Linked DNA regions of Zea mays: region 2 is linked to region 1. Evidence: chromatin contacts called from public Hi-C data. All regions are on one chromosome and are shown on one strand. Each heading gives the region's core, a stretch centred on a gene start, on an enhancer-like site or on the middle of the called end of the contact. The rest is flanking DNA. Distances are from core to core; before and after follow the strand shown.

Evidence for each region. Hi-C and Micro-C count contacts between places; a contact is called where the count stands out from the background.
Region 2: a contact with region 1 is called in a Hi-C map of leaf, with 6 times the contacts expected there. The contact joins the promoter of LOC103630515 here to the promoter of LOC100275714 in region 1. A contact is called at or near these places in 2 of 25 Hi-C or Micro-C datasets (endosperm and leaf).

Annotation. Positions count from the first base shown.
Region 1 is chr6:166,228,072-166,233,247 of Zm-B73-REFERENCE-NAM-5.0, reverse strand. It overlaps LOC100275714, which reads right to left and starts at 3,027. Exons shown (of 2, transcript NM_001149739.1): 1 at 2,823-3,027; 2 at 800-2,415. The coding sequence starts at 2,894. The coding sequence ends at 1,354.
Region 2 is chr6:166,418,027-166,422,770 of Zm-B73-REFERENCE-NAM-5.0, reverse strand. It overlaps LOC103630515 (cation/H(+) antiporter 15), which reads left to right and starts at 1,376. Exons shown (of 3, transcript XM_008651579.3): 1 at 1,376-2,038; 2 at 2,163-3,161; 3 at 3,252-4,744. The coding sequence starts at 1,760. The coding sequence ends at 4,571.

The sequences.
Region 1 (5,176 bases), core at 1,778-4,277:
TGAGGAGGTGCGCTATAAAGGAGGCTAGGAGATGCCTACGTAGAAGCAACTCAGCAATCATGAGCCTTAGGTTCTATTTGGAAGCAAACCCAGTTTTGATATGCCAGTTTTGATATGCAGTATAAATTTCTGAATTTGACTCTAATGTTTTGATATGCGAGACTAGATTGTTTTCTACTGATTGGAAAAATATTTGTATCGTTTACATCCTTAGGTGCCCGTTCTGTTCCCATGATCTGAGCAGACATGAGATTGGACATAAAAATGAATATGTGATGGGTCATGAGTTTTAGTAAGCATATCTCATATAGGCACTGTTTTAGGTTGGCAAAACCCAACATAGTTGTGTCCGTTGCCATCTGTACATGGTGCCATGAGCCCATCACCACCGGTTGGTCTGAGACTGAGAATCCTAATCCAGTGCTTAGAGATACTCAAACACTACCTATTTCAGCATTTGTCCGCGCTTTTATACAGCCAAGAAAGTTTCTGTAGAGCTTCTGTGTAGAAGGTAGGAATTCAGTCGAAAGACATATCCTGAAGAGAATGAGAACGACAGTATTGGACAACCTCACCTGAGAAAAGGAACGACAAAATACATGCTTCCTCCGTTCTAAAATAGTACTCGTTTCAGCTCTTAATTTTTATGTTTATATTCAAATTAAACTGATAAGTATCTTAGCCAAAAGGCCGAGAAAGGTATCTAGACACGTATAAAACATATACCAAATATTGTGTGAATTCAATAAATCTCTAAAACAAATTTTATTTTCGGACAGAGGGAGTACATAGTACGATCGAATAGCTAAGATAATAAATTGAACTTCGTCAACTCATAGTACGTTATACACTCTCTGATTACAAGGGTAAAGAAACGGAGAAAATATGGAAACTTGTCCCTTTTCATGCCTAAAGATTCACAGGAAAAAAACTAATTGCAGAAGCAGTAGTTTTTCATGTTTCTGCCTAGCATGATATTCGCCTATGTCACAGGCACACAGCCAAATCCTGCAGTGTGCCTATGTTACATAAAGCGATCAATGAGTCACAGATGCAGCCTTTCAGGTCGTCTAAATGGGTGAGTCTTCAAATTTCTCGTGACTCGTGAGCTGCTTAAAATGATGCAGCAAAAATGCCCATTCAGGTCAGTAGGTCCTCTTGACCCTGTATCACTGCATGTCTGCCTAACCATCATGCTTCTGCCATCTTAAAGCTTTGTATCTCTCTAATTCTTTGAGCTTCATTCTCCAAAACATTCCAACCAACGCCAGAATCTATAGCAGTATGGGACTACGGGTGAGCACATAGCGCAAATAAAAAGAATTCAGGCCTCAAAAATCAACCAGTGACCTCTTAGCCATTTTTTCTAAACCTTATACCCTTATTATTTGGCTTGAAATCTTCTGGGCCTATTAACTCTGAAGCACTTGAATTCATATCCTCGGTGAGCTTTTGTGCTAGTTCAAAATGTCCAGCCTTTTTCAAGTTGCTTGTCAATGCACGGTAGACATAAACTGAAGGTTGGTGCGACTTTTTCATCTCGTGAAACATTTCCAGGGCTTCAGTAATATGGCCAGACCGTCCAAAACTATCAATTAGTGCAGTATATGTCCTCAAATCTGGAGTGATGCCTCTCTCTACCATTTCCAAAGCAAACCTTTTGCACAAATCTAGTCTACCAAGCCTTCGCATGCAGTTTATTAGTGTATTGTATGTCACAATGTCAGGAAAATGCCTAAGTTTTTCCATTAGCTTCACCTCACCAAGCATTTGGTCCACCCGTCCAGCTTTCCCTAGCATGTCCAAAACAGTGTTGAACGTGACAACATCCAAGCTGGTTTCATATTTCTTCAACTCTTCGAAAATGACCAAACTTTTATCAATGTGTCCGTATTTGGCTGTGGCAAAGATAATGCGATTCATAACTGTAGCATCTCTAGAGTGTGTGATTTCCAAAATTTCTCTTACAAATTTGAGTATCATTTCACAGTCATCCAACTTCTGGAGGGCCAATGCAACATTCATATATGAAGTTGAATCAGGAGTAAGTTCTGAAAGCAGCAGGTACCTGAATACCTTGGCAAAAAGAGTAAAGATGTTTGCTTCAGCTGTGTGTTGCAGTAACATATTAAAGGTGTGCAGGCCGACATGGATCTGCTCGTCATGCAGATGTCGAAGAACACGAACAGCATCAACAAGATTGCCAGATCTGCAGAGGTTCTCGACATAAGCAGCACATGGTGATGCATCTGAAACACCACTGCTTGCACTGGTTGAGCAGCACCGCTTAAACGCCTGAATGACCCTGTCATCGTCGGTGTTATCTGAACCACACTGTTGTAGGCAACGCACAGCCATGGGTGAATTAGTGCGTGCAGTGGGCTGTACCACGAGCAAGGCACGCATCAAATACCTCTGGATGTAAAAAATAAATGAAACTTCTGATATCATTTCACCATTTTGAGTACCGGCTACCACAATAAAAACAGCATAGGTGAAAAAAAGAAAAAGGAAATAACTTATTCAAACGTTCAACAACCGGACCAAGGATCGGATCCTGGTTGCTAAGAAAAGACACTAAGTCTACTAGATAATCCGTCACAGGAATCTTAATTCACGCTGAGCTGAAATCGCAAGGAATCAATCAACCCCTCAGCGAGGTAGTAATCTAGCCGTGCAGCGCACGTTCTAGCAAGTGCTTGGATTCAAGTGAGGCTGTACTTGATTCTCGAATTCGTGACAGGTCCGCGCTAACCAAGCACCGCGGCGGAATTTCTTTTGCTGAAATCACAAAAAATGGGTAAAGCAGATAAGGGCAGTACCGGAACGGAGAGGCGCGCGGTGGCGGCGAGCGAGCGTCGGAGGAGCGCCGCGGCCGAAGAGAGCCGCCACATCTTATCGGGGTCTCGGGGTGCGCTGTCACGCAACGCAAGTCAGGTGTTCGACGATATACCTCCAAGCATTTAGCCGTTGGTGAGGGTTGGGAGAATGCGAGCGGCGGAACGGAAAGGCCCGTCAGCCGTGCCGTGAGGTGTGCTTCGGACAGCACCTAATCTATACTACTTTTATTAAGTGCGTGTTTGCCGCCATGGCCCACCGGCCTGGCTGCGCTTCCGGGCTACAATTCTCGTGTTTGCGTCGTCTAACTTGCTCGGGAGCCTGACTGTGCATCTACAAATTTAACCTCTTAGACTGACTCCACAAAAACGAGATCAATGTCCGTTTTCCTGGGAGTCTGGCTGCTTATGGTGTAAGGTTTCCACGTTTAGTTAGTTTTAGCCTTCTAGTCCGATGATTTACTGGGTGACAAACAACAGCTCGTCTGAGCTAGGCTTATACGGTACAAGTGCACAAACAAAGTGAGTTACAGTAACCGGAACAGACTAGCCTCAGTCTGGACCAGTTGAACGGGCCGAGCCGGCCCGGCACAGGATCGCAAACACGCCCTAAATGCCTGTAACTCTGACCTCGCCCTACACGCAACACTCTCTCAGATATTGTCGTGTGTTCACTACTCAGATATAAATATTCTTATAAGTCGTAGGAGATAGTTATCTCAATTGTAAATCTTCTGTGATATGTAAACATCTGAAAAATGGTGAGATTGTTGCTGATCGGCACCCATGATTTTTTCCATTCGCATTGAAGAGTTTTCGAAATTATATCTGTGTGTCCTATGTGTTTGATCTACTTAGTGGGTCGCTGCTCCTTGTGGCAGGGTCGCTGCTATCGTCGCTCTGGTAGTCTGGTCTATTGTGACCTGCAGCAATTCTTTGTTCGGGACGCTGAGCGCCGTGGCGCTGGCCGCACTCTCCGCACTACAGGTGATCTCACCGGTAACGCGATGTCCGGCGCCGTCACGGGTGTCGCGTTCGCACACCCGGCGTGCAACAACATCGCCTTGGTTCCACTCAGGTCGATGTGGTCCAGAGGCTAGAATGGTGGAGGGGTTGCCTTCACCCTTGTCGCTGTGGTCGCCTTCCTCTTCTTGGAATTGAGGTCCTTCATCGCGGACGTCGAGTTCGAGTGTTCGACATGGATGCCACCACCAGGGAGCCAGCGAACTCGTTGCAGCTCATCACGACAGAGGCAGCCCAAAGAGGCCTGCTGAAGCTGGATAGTAGTCACGCAGCACAAAGAATACGATGCATTTTCCTTCCTACAGCGAAGAGGACGTGTTCTGCTAAGTAAACGGTAGGACAAAGTCAAGCACCCGCACCGCAGGCAGCTGAACCGTCGGGATGAGATCGAGGGGCCAGTAAAAAACGGGGCCACATGGACACTCCAGTGTGCTAGTTTTGCTCAGACTCTATCTGCGTGTTTTGTTATGTGGACGCGCTTGGCCAGATCCTTCGTATGTATTGGCTAAGCGTAGGCTTTTCTTTGTTAACCTGTATGCAGGGGGCATGGGCTGCATCCGCCCATGCAGCACAGGCTAAAAAAGGGGCTCTTGACTGCATGTGTGGGGAAGATCATATCGGGCGTACCTGGCGGCCCAGGCTCTCGTGCGCCGGGCTTAACCTCTGCACGAAACCAAACACATGGTATATATTATAGTACTAGCTGCACTCTCCAATATTCATCGACCGCATGTTTATTTTTAAATTAAAATGTGATAAATAAAAAGAACACACGGAGTAATGCGTCTAACTCCAAGTGGCTATTTAACTCGTCCTCGTCCACGTCGTCTCAAATACATCGTTTGTTCTATACATGTTGCAGACGATTCCATACTCATTGCAGGCTCTTCATTCGTGACAACACCTCCTTTACGGCGATAGGGAGGGTGACAACTTGTAAGACTAGTTTGGGAGTTCAAAAACCGAAGATGGTTGGAGGGACTAAAATTCTCTTCTTATTTAATTTTAAATAAGAAGGAAATTTTAGCCGGTTCAATCTCCTTTGATTTTTGGACTCTCAAACTAGCGAGTAGTGTATGAGGCGGCGCCCGTCACAGCCACGTGGCTGAACAGGTGCAATGGCCGGAGGCGAGCGTACGCTATCCGCCGATGCCGAGCTGCCTCCTCCCCGGCATCGTGCCACGCCCACCGTCGGCCTGTCTCCGCCGCCTCCTTCGTCGTAGCATCAGAATGGACTCCTCCAGGCCAATGGCCAACCCGTGCCTTCTACCTGTGCCTCAACCTGCTCACCGGCGACTACACGGAGGAAGTGAGGG
Region 2 (4,744 bases), core at 127-2,626, 190 kb before region 1:
ACACGGAGGCCCAAAAACAAATAGAACACGGACACCACTTTGGGTCCACATCCCACACAGGACACTATAAAAAAGGGCACCAACAAAACCGTCAATGCTACGGCGCCCTAATCCGTTTTTCGCGCTCACACCCTGCAGAGAGTCTCTTCACCATCCCCTTGCAGATCTTCCGGAACCAGAGCAGGTTCATCAGCCGGAGCCGCCTCATTTATTTTATAGATGGCCATGCATGCAGCTCGTGGTCTGGTTGAGCACTGCACGGTGAAAGTCTATAGTTTACTTTCAGTGATTGAGTGACAATATATGTAGACTAATATGTGTTTTATATGATATATACATACGATTAGTCCATAAATGCATTAGTGTCAACACAGCCAGTCAGCCAAGATAAAAGAGACGACTTAGTTACCTCCCGAGTAGGGGTGATAATGGATCACGATTCAAATTTTTCTTTACTAGCTGTTTAAGTCCTTAGAATAATTTTAGTTTAAAAATAAATAGAAATATAGCATGATTCTAATCCGATTCGATCCTTAAGTTTTATATTGTAAATTTTATAGCCCATTACCACCTCTTACTTACAAGTGCTCAACTGGTGGAGAAGCTTATTGCATATGAGACATGGCATGATAATATGTGGCTAGCTAGTGAATATCAAGATAGACATGTCTTGGCTATGATAGAACGAGGAGTTGCAAGTGTGATGGGCATGTAGATGCTCGGGGATAATGGACTGTTGAGATGATGAAGCACGAGTAGAGAATTTGGCACTGGTGGATCAAGGCAACCATAAAGAGCAAGCGAAGTTACAATCGATAGACCAATAAGACAAAACGATGACATGAAGTAGACCATGTCATTTACGAGGTATCGAGTATCATAGACGACTCACGTTCATTACAAGTGGCTCGGTGAAGGTGGATGTTTGTGTGGCATCACCATTGAAGAAGATGAAATCGAACGCGTAAGGCAAAGTGCATTTGTATAATACTACAAAATGTTTGGTCAGATTTAGGGTAGAATTCTATCCTAAATCTAACCAAACATTGTTAGTATTTCATTTTATCGGTCAAAGGTTGAGTAAAGAAATGTTTGGTCAGATTTAGTATAGAATTTAGATAGTCATACTACTAAGTGGGATCATGTAGTGAGTTAAACGGTTATCCGGTGCCACTATGTGAGATCTAAGCTGTGTTGCATTTAGAATTTTAAACTATGACATTGTTATGACTAAAGTATACTATAATATTTCAAAAACTGTGTTTTTTTTTAAAAAACATTGTTCTCAAACAGGGTCTAAACCAACGAAGTAAGTTTTAGTATATTGATGATATAAGGAGAATTACATTTTTGAGCCTCTGTAGCATCTATATTTGTATGTAATTAAAGTTAAGCCTAGTCCAAGGCATTGATCTCAAAATTAATTGGCTGGATAATCAAGCGAAGCACTCCTTTTAAATATGAGCGTATATGCCTTGTACAAGTGTGTTCGTATCACTCAGACTCAGTGCAGAATAGTAGAACGAAGCTGCGGTCGTAAAAAATTAGGCAACGGAAAGCGCAAACTCCCCGGAGAGCCGGCCAAAATTTAGCAGTTACTCTAGAAACCACTGCCACGCGTGTCCTCGCTCCGGCCTCGGCCACTTTCCACGCTCGGGCCCATTTCTGCTCACTGGACGCAATCCCTCCCGAACCTTTCGTCCCTTCCCACTGTGCTAGCTCGCCACGACGCTCTGGTCACGCTCTCCCATGCGCCGGGATGGCCACAGAGGTGCCAGCGGCGGGGACGGCCGGCTTGCTGCCGCCGAGGAACGCCACGGCGCAGGTGGCGCTGGGCAACAACATTTCCAGCGCCGCCTCGGTCGTGTGCTACTCGCCGATGATGGTGACGGCCCACGGCATCTGGCAGGGGGCCAACCCGCTGGAGTTCTCGCTCCCGCTCTTCATCCTTCAGACGGCCATCATCGTCGCCACCACCCGCCTCCTCGTCCTCCTCCTCAAGCCCATCCGCCAGCCCCGCGTCATCGCTGAGATCCTCGTGCGTAAGACTGAGCTGCTGATTGGTTTTGGTGCTGCTATTGCAATTGCATGCACCGGCGAGATAGAGACGCGAATCCAAAGGCCATGCGTCAGTGATCAGCTGGTTGCCGTGATGTACGCAGGCCGGCGTGATCCTTGGGCCGTCCGTGATGGGGCAGGTGGATGTCTGGGCGAGCACGGTGTTCCCGGTGCGGAGCTTGCTGACGCTGGAGACGGTGGCACACCTCGGCCTCCTCTACTTCCTCTTCCTGGTCGGCCTCGAGATGGACGTCAACGTCATCAGGCGGTCGGGGAAGAAGGCCCTCATCATTGCCGTGGCGGGGATGGCGCTGCCCTTCTGCATCGGCACCGCCACGTCCTTCATCTTCCGGCACCAGGTGTCCAAGAACGTGCACCAGGCCTCCTTCCTCCTCTTCCTCGGCGTCGCGCTCTCCGTGACCGCGTTCCCGGTGCTGGCCCGCATCCTCGCCGAGATCAAGCTGCTCAACTCCGACCTCGGCCGCATCGCCATGTCCGCCGCCATCGTCAACGACATGTGCGCGTGGATCCTGCTCGCGCTCGCCATCGCCATCTCCGAGGTCAACAGCTCTGCCTTCTCCTCCCTGTGGGTGCTCCTCTCCGGGGTCCTCTTCGTGCTCGCCTGCTTCTACGTCGTGCGCCCGCTAATGAGGTGGATCGTCCGCCGCGTCCCCGAGGGCGAGGCCATCAGCGACGTGCACGTGATGCTCGTGCTCACCGGCGTCATGATCGCCGGGGTCTGCACCGACGCCATCGGCATCCACTCGGTGTTCGGCGCGTTCGTCTACGGCCTGGTCATACCCAGCGGGCAGCTGGGCGTCGTGCTCATCGAGAAGCTCGAGGACTTCGTCACCGGGCTGCTCCTCCCGCTCTTCTTCGCCATCAGCGGCCTCCGCACCAACATTACCCGGGTGCACGACCCCGTTACCGTGGGGCTCCTCGTGCTCGTGTTCACCATGGCCAGCTTCGCCAAGGTCATGGGCACCATCCTTATCGCTGTCTCTTACACCATGACCTTCCGCGACGGCGTCGCCCTCGGCTTTCTCATGAACACCAGAGGGCTCGTGGAGATGATCGTCCTCAACATCGGAAGGGACAAGGAGGTCAGTAGTCAACTCCTCCACGTCATTTCAGTATTTCATTCATCAACTGCCATTATTGGACTGGATGACCACAGACAGAAATAAAACCAGGTGCTGGATGATGAGTCGTTCGCGGTGATGGTGCTGGTGTCTGTGGCGATGACGGCGCTCGTGACGCCGGTGGTGACGACGGTGTACCGCCCGGCGCGGCGGTTGGTCGGCTACAAGCGGCGCAACCTGCAGCGGTCCAAGCACGACTCCGAGCTGCGCATGCTGGCGTGCGTGCACACCACTCGCAACGTGCCGTCCATCATCTCGCTGCTGGAGCTGTCTAACCCAACCAAGCGCTCCCCCATCTTCATCTACGCGCTGCACCTCGTGGAGCTCACCGGGCGCGCGTCCAACATGCTCGCCGCCCACCACTCCGCCACCAACCAGAGCCGCAGCTCCAGCGACCACATCTTCAACGCCTTCGAGAGCTACGAGGAGAGCGTGGGCGGCGTGTCCGTCCAGGCGCTGACGGCGGTGTCGCCGTACCAGACGATGCACGAGGACGTGTCCATCCTGGCGGAGGACAAGCACGTGTCCCTCATCGTGCTCCCGTTCCACAAGCAGCAGACGGTGGACGGCGGGATGGAACCCATCAACGCGTCCCTCCGGGGCTTCAACGAGAGCATCCTGTCGTCGGCGCCGTGCTCGGTGGGCATCCTCGTGGACCGCGGACTCAGCGCCGCGGCGGCGCGCATGGCGAGCGTGCACCACGTGGCGCTGCTCTTCTTCGGCGGGCCCGACGACCGCGAGGGGCTGGCCTACGCGTGGCGCATGGTGGAGCACCCGGGCGTCTGCCTCACCATCGTCCGGTTCATCCCGCCGGGCTACAAGGCCCCCGCGCTGGCGCCGCCGCAGCCCATGCCGCCCCGGGGCCCCGCGGCCAACGTGCACGCGCGCGCCATCACCATCGTCCCGGACGTCCCCAAGAGCGAGCGGCAGATGGACGAGGAGTACCTGAACGAGTTCCGGGTGCGCAACATCGGCAACGACGCCATCCTGTACATGGAGCAGGTGGTTGCCAACAGCGAGGATACGCTGGCGGCAATCCGGGGCCTGGACAGCGCGCACGAGCTGTACATCGTGGGCAGGCACCCCGGCGAGGCCGGGTCGCCGCTGACGTCGGCGCTCGCGGAGTGGATGGAGTCGCCGGAGCTGGGGCCCATCGGCGACCTGCTGGTGTCGTCTGAGTTCTCCAAGATGGTGTCCGTGCTGGTGATGCAGCAGTACGTGATCACGACGCCACAGCCGGCGGCCGCGGGGCCAGCCGTGCCAGTGGCCGTGACGGACGACCCCGTCCGGCAGTATGTGACCAACGCCAACCAGCGGACGTCGGTGGGTGGCGGCGGCGGCGTGTGGGGCGGCGGCGCTGGAGGGTTCTGACCTCTGGCAGCAGGCACGAGAACGTTGGTCGATGCATCGATAGGGCAGTAGGGGTGGTTATGCGTTTTTAATTAGGGACGTGTTTGGATGGTGGCACGTTTGTTTCAATTGATGGGTTGTGTTCTGTATACAATTTTAGCTGATCGCTAGCTCCTGTCTGGTTAGTACAGTTT